Linked DNA regions of Triticum aestivum: region 1 is linked to region 2. The links are chromatin contacts, called in public HiCAR-type maps. All regions are on one chromosome and are shown on one strand. The core of a region is the stretch at or near the end of the contact, and the rest is flanking DNA. Distances in the headings are between cores, read along the strand shown. Region 1 holds the start of LOC123167415 (putative transferase At4g12130, mitochondrial). Region 2 holds the start of LOC123167972.

Evidence for each region. HiCAR-type assays count read pairs that join an accessible place to other places.
Region 1: a contact with region 2 is called in a HiCAR-type map of leaf, with 3 times the contacts expected there. The contact joins the promoter of LOC123167415 here to the promoter of LOC123167972 in region 2. A contact is called at or near these places in 1 of 5 Hi-C or Micro-C datasets (leaf) and 1 of 1 datasets of contacts at active chromatin or transcription factors (leaf).

The regions. Positions count from the first base shown.
Region 1 is chr7D:40,911,997-40,915,327 of IWGSC CS RefSeq v2.1, reverse strand. LOC123167415 (putative transferase At4g12130, mitochondrial) reads left to right here and starts at 1,794. Exons shown (of 5, transcript XM_044585252.1): 1 at 1,794-2,336; 2 at 3,274-3,331. The coding sequence starts at 1,870.
Region 2 is chr7D:40,598,598-40,601,697 of IWGSC CS RefSeq v2.1, reverse strand. LOC123167972 reads left to right here and starts at 1,381. Exons shown (of 5, transcript XR_006484170.1): 1 at 1,381-1,561; 2 at 2,601-2,651; 3 at 2,935-3,027.

The DNA of each region.
Region 1 (3,331 bases), core at 545-3,044, 310 kb before region 2:
ATTTTCATGGGAAGGAAATGTGTTGCCGACGGAAGCGAGTCTGATGGCTGATGGCTAATGGTGGGCCGGTTCGGCTGTGTGGGGATAGAAGGTCCGCGGAAGAGACTGCTATGTTGAGGGGTTTGGACGACAACAGTCGGCGGTAACGACGGTTTGGCCGATGGTAGAGAATGAGTCGGTGGGGAGCGGGAGTGAGGGCCGGATGGCTGGGGCGACGAAAAAGACTACTTGGTTGGGGGGCTTGGGTGATGACAACCGGTCACAGGTAGCGAGGGACACTGGTTAGGCAGTGGATCAATCAATGGGGATGAAATTCAGGGGGAGGTGGGATAGAGGGATGAGTAGCAATGGCGGAGTTATGTGCATTTCGGGGGCGCGGGGGGGGGGGGGGGGGGGGGGGGGGGGGCATGCCCCCCATGATCAGAGAAAACACTGAAGACTTTTTTTTTTCTAGGGGCTATGATTGAAGAAAGAAATAGTCATTAGCCCCCCCCCCCGCCTCCCCCCCAAACAATCATATTTTCTGCTCTGCCCCTCCCCTGCCGTTCTCTACTAGCTCCACCACTGATGAGTAGGTCCGCGAGATAGAGTGCTTGACTGAGGGATTAGGACGGCAATGACCGATTGCAGGCAACGAGGGACAGTGGTTCGGCCGATTGTAGAGAATGAGTCAGTAGGGGGCATGGGGGAGGGGGAGTGAGGGATGGCTGGGTTAGTGGAAAATATTTTTTAGTTGGGAGGCTTGGGGCGATGATAGCCGGTCGCAGGTAGCGAGGGACGATGGTTAGGTAGTAGATAAATCTATGGGGATGAAGGGCCAAGGGGAGGGATGGGGCATAGAGCGATGACTAGGTCGACGAAAGATTGCTTAGTTGAGGGGTTGGGATGGCAACAACCGGCCTCGAGTAGCGGATGACAACAGTTTGGCTAATTGTAGCTAACGAGTCAGTGGGGAGCGACAAGGAGAGGGCAAAGTGAGGAATGGGTTTGGCGATGACACCCAGTCACAGATAGCGAGGGACGATGTCCAGTTAGCGGATAAATCAATGGGGATAAACATTTGTGTATGGGGGTGGTGGTGGTAGAGGGATGACTAGTTCCGCAAAAGAAAATGCTTGGTTTTTGCGAGGGACAATGAACGGCCGTAGGTAGGAGGGATGACGGTTTGGCCGATTGTAGCGATGAGCCAACTGGAACGTGAGGGCAAGTGCATGTGCATGTATGTATATGTACTGCGTTAAGAAAAAAAATACTTCCTCTATAAACTAATATAAGATCGTTTAGATTAGATGTGAACATTAGTTTAGAAGGAGTACTCACAAGTATTCTAACCGTGCCCATCAGCCCACCAGGGTTTAAATCGCGGTGCTCGCATTTATCCTGGATTTATTTCAGAATTTTCGATAATACACTTTCAGTGGGAGAAGACGTTTCCGTCGACGACGGGGCGCCTACGGTAACTTTATAAGATAATATGTCGGCTCAGTCCGTCGGAGATGCTCATATGGTTAGGACGTGCGGGTGTGCTCATAGGGCGAGTGTGTGCGCGTCTGTATGAGCCCTTGTCTCTTTACTAATGTTTAATTTTTTTTATTTTAACCGTGCCGGCCACACGAGTCACCGCAGAGGTAACCACACGACACCCCTCGTCTACACATCTCCACGGCCCACGCGACCCGAGCACACGCACGCACCGGCTCGCGCTCCCGCCACGTCCCTCCCCACGCGTCCCCCCCACCCCACCTCCACCGCCGCCGCCGCTTCCACCCCCCGGAAAACGCCGTGACCCGACCTCCCCATCCCCACCCCAGATTCGCCCCAAACCCCGACCGCAAAACCCCCGTCCCCGTCTCCAGCTCCTCCCTCCCCATGCTGCCGCTCGCCCGCCGCCTGGCGCGCTACGGTCCGGGCGCCCGCCGCCTGCTCCACACGGGCCCGCCGGCGGACCCGGGCGTGCTGGCGAGCCGCCTGGCGTCGCGCGCCGTGGTCCGCTTCCGGGGCCCCGAGGCGGCGCGCTTCCTCAACTCGCTCCTCACCAACGACGTCCTCCTCTCCCACGCCTCGTCGTCCCAGCCGCAGAGGTACGCGCCCACGCCCAACCTGCCCGCGCGGGCGCCGCCGCCGCAGTACGCCGCGCTGCTCACGCCGCAGGGCCGGTTCCTCTACGACCTCTTCCTCTACCGCCCCGCCCCGCGCTCCCAGATGCTCGACCGCACCGGGGCCGCGCCCCAGACCGGGGAGCGGCCCGGCGGGGAGGATGGGGAGGGTGATGGCGGGGAGGTGCTCGCGGATGTGGACGCCGCCGAGGTCGACGAGCTGCTCGCCTGCTTCAAGAGGTGAGGATTCGCGCGGCTGACTTGTTAACGGGGTTTGCAGTTGCAGTCATTACTCTGTCTGTGGTTGAACTGCGACCGGAAAAGCAAGATTAGTTTCGGGAAGTGAACAGTGCTGTACGAGCTAATTAACCCATGGGGGAAACCGTTAACCAACCACTTTAGGAGATGGAGCTTCCGTAATCAAAGCAGTTGCTGGTTGATTAGCTGTTTCCTTGGGTAGTCAGGTTACAATTTGCAGATGATCGATTGTGTGCCCATTACGGTTGGACATTTTAGTGCCATAACTGAGAGTCATAAATTTTGAAGTTTCATTGCCGATAACCTTAAATTTGGATCAGTTGGCTCGCAATTGGGAAGTTGGAGCATGTTTTGGTCTCAACTAGGGATCGTAATCGGTCTGCGATGGAAAGCAGCGTTAATTTGGGAAGAAATTTACGAGCTAATCAACTGATGGGGCAATCACTGTGAGGAATGGAGTTTCTGGAGTCAAGGCAGGGCTGAGTGATTTTCGCCTGTTTGCTTGGGTAGTTAATGACTTGACGAGCAGATGGCTATTTTCTCAGTTCTGCTGGACACTTCAGTGCAGTATGTTTGGAGTTCTGACTCTTACAGGAGTTTGGAAATTTCAGGTGCTAAGACTGAAAATTGCAACTGAAGAACGTCATTGGCCCACTGTTGTGAATGCTTTAGTGTCAAGTAGGATTGTGGACCTACTGGGAATGTCTAGTCTCAAGTAGGAAATCATCGTATGGGCTATGGAGTAGCTTTCCTTGCACGAATTATAGGTAGCTGCTAGGTTGTTGTTGTGTTGAGCTCTAGTAGTCTAGTAGGAGTATATGAGAATTTTAATGATTTTTGTATCGTTTTGTTATTGCTTTCCGCATGCGTAAACTTTCTCCAGTTCAAATGTCTTGAGTCCTGGCAATCCATTTTGTAGATATCGGCTGCGGAGCAAGGTTGAGATAGATAATGTAAGTGAGGAGTTTTTGTGCTGG
Region 2 (3,100 bases), core at 132-2,631:
TTTTTGGGGGGGGGGGGGGGGGGGGGGGGGGGGGGATGCGCCGACTGGCTACAAAGTGGCTGCGCACAGGGAAACTTCCGTGGGGGGTTGAGGGATCGCGTGGCGCGGCTCTGTTTTTGCTGCAGCCACTTCAAGTGCTGCAAATATGCAGCAGCGGAAAGCAATTTTTTAGGCTGCCAAAATTTGGTATTCACCTGTTCAAATATTGGATATCGACGTTGGGCGCTCATGCTACATGGAACGTTGGATGCTCGTACTCCATGTAGAAGAGTCAAACTTTGTGACGAGCAATGGGAACGGTCAACAAGCGATGGTCACTCACCACTTCACCGGTCAGCACGGCTCCCGCATCATTGCATCGTTGCAGAAAGAAACAGACTGTAGCCTCCAACTTTGCAGCTCATAAAGATCGTAAAAATCGATTTGTCTCGTCTCAATGGCACCATGATTAAATGACTAGCGGTAGTGCTTCTTTCCACGAGTGATTTTTTACTTTCGTTCTTGGTTTACTTAAACAAAATATTTTGTTGTTGTTGGTCCCCATGAACGGGCAGATTCTTCCCTACTGGTTTAGGATTTGGCCTAACAGCAGAGGAACACGCTAGAACAGACACGCTTTATACTAAATCGGATCATTCCTCAGGAGGGTCCGGGTTTTAGGCCGGGCTTGTAAAAGCCCAAAGCAAAAAACCCCAAGCCCGGGCCTGGCCTGGCCCGGCCTGAAGCACATGAACAGTGACATTTTTTTATTTAAAGTAATAATATTTAAGGTATTAAAATAATAAACTATACCTTATTTCAAATAAAATATAGATTTATGGTCATTTTGGGCTTTTTCTGGTCTTCGGGCTAGAAAATAGAGCCCAGGCCCAGCTTGGATGCTGGGCTTTCAAGCTCGGGCCTCCGGGCCGGGCTGTCCATGCACGGGTTGATCTAATTTATACTCAGGGCCGGCCTTGGTGTATGGCCCGGAGGGGCGACGGCCCAGGGGCCAGGCCGGGAGGGCCCATGATGTAGTATACATATAGTATAGCCCAGCAAAAAATAGGTAAGAAAAAAATTACGAGACAAAAGAAACGAGATTGGCTAGCACATCAGATGGCTATATAGGTAGCAACTAGTAAAAGTGCCCGTACGTTGCAACGGGCGAACAACAAAAACTCACAAAAGTTATAATGGCCACCATAAAACAACGGATTTGCTATTTTACAGCTGAGTGTTTTGCAATTCGTCGTCATTCGAATTGTTGTCCGTCCGTTTTTGCACGGAGATTCATGCTGGTTTTGGTTTTTGTTCGGGCTCGTTTCCGGGTCCGCTTTTTTTGTCGTGCACGGTTTTCTGTCCGCCCGTTATCGCCGGCCCGGGTCTGTTTGGTTTTTGTCTTGTTTGAATTTGGGAGTGCGTGTCTTTTCCACTTTCCCCATTCTGGACGCTCTGTTTCGATAAGGTTGAGGCCGAGCTCGAGCGGCGCAGCACAGCAGGCGATTTCTCTCCGTGCATGGCGATTCTCGCCGCTTGATTTTGATTGCGGTTCCCTTTCTCTTCGATCCCCGGTGTCGCGGTTGGTTGTTCCTCTCTTCCGCTCTCTGCCGTGTGCTTTTTGCTTGTGTTTGGTTCCAGATCAGGTGAGTTCATGTCGTCCCTGCCGTCGCACGCGCTGTTGTAGTTTTAGATGCATGATGTTGTTGACTCCCTGCTGAAGGTGAAGATGCCTGATTTGTGTGTGTCCCGGAGCACCTGCTTGTAGTTGTAGATGCATGATTTTGTTGACTCCCTGCCGGAGATGGAGATGCGTGATTTGTGTGTCTCCCCAAGCACCTGTTTGTAGTTGTAGATGCATGATTTTTATGGTTGAATCCCTGCTGGAGATGGAGGTGCGTAATTTGTGCGCCCCCCCCCCCCCCCCCCCCCCCCCCCCCCCTCCCCGCGCCGCTGATGTAGTTGTAGATGCGGTGGATGTTTTCCTGTCTCCTATCCACGGTTTGTTGTAGTTGGGGGGATTATGTACATGTGACCCCCATGTAGGTGCGTGATTCCGCGGATGCAATCACCACAAATGTCTCTGATGTAGTTGTAGATGCGGTGGTGTAGCTTATTCTGGACAGATGTGTCCTGCTCTCTTATGTCTTCTATTTCTCAATTGTGTCCTGTTTACATTGTAATTTTCCCAAGAATTCCCATAGTTTCTATGTGTACTTTGCAGTGTATCCCCCCCCCCCCCCCCCCCCCCCAATTTTTACAGTGTATTTTCTTGATTCAGTTATGTAATTCCTGAATTTATGGCTCTCAGTGCACCCCTAGTTTTATACTGTAATCGTCTTGCTTAGTTTATGTATTTATAATGTATTTTTTGCGCCTTTTTTGTAGTGAAATGTTCATGCTTTAGATATGTAATTATCAGGTTTAGATTTACGGATTTGCTATTTTACACTCGAATGGATGTATCTAGCACTGAACTTTCTGGTGATGAAGGAGGTTTTGACAAAGCTCTTTTGAAGTTCTATATGAATCAAGTGTGTTTTTCTTTCTTTGTAGTAGTTGATTTTGTTTTTGGTTATTTTCTTTTTTTTAGGTTGACCAGTGTCTTTTTGTTTTTTCAGAAAGTAAAATGCTTGAATAGGAAATTATCATCTGCTGGGAGAAGGAATGTGGTTAGTCCTCCTTGATCGTACCTAAAGTTATATCCGAGTAAAATGCTCCGTGATTTTTTTTCCTTGCATGTAAACATTTCCCATAGTATTTTTTGACTATGTAGTTCTGTACTTTTGATGTTAGTTATTATCATTTCTTTTTTGCTTGCACTTCTCAAGTTATTTTCTTTTTTTTCAGTATAAGTTATTAGTCTTTTTCAACGACTTTTTCATCTTGTTCATGTGAGTCCATTTTCTCCGTCATTTTCAGTATAAGTTATTTTATTTTTCTTTCTTTTTGTAGGAACCTCGTAATGTCTTCTTCGTCGAGGAATCCATTGTCTCCGTCTTGTACATGCGAGTCGTCTGGTTCTTTCCATTCTCCTTCATTATTGTGGTATGTTTCTTGAATTTGTTTTAGCTGCTGATGTGGTGGGATCAATATCTTCGGTCACCTGCAATTTTAGTCT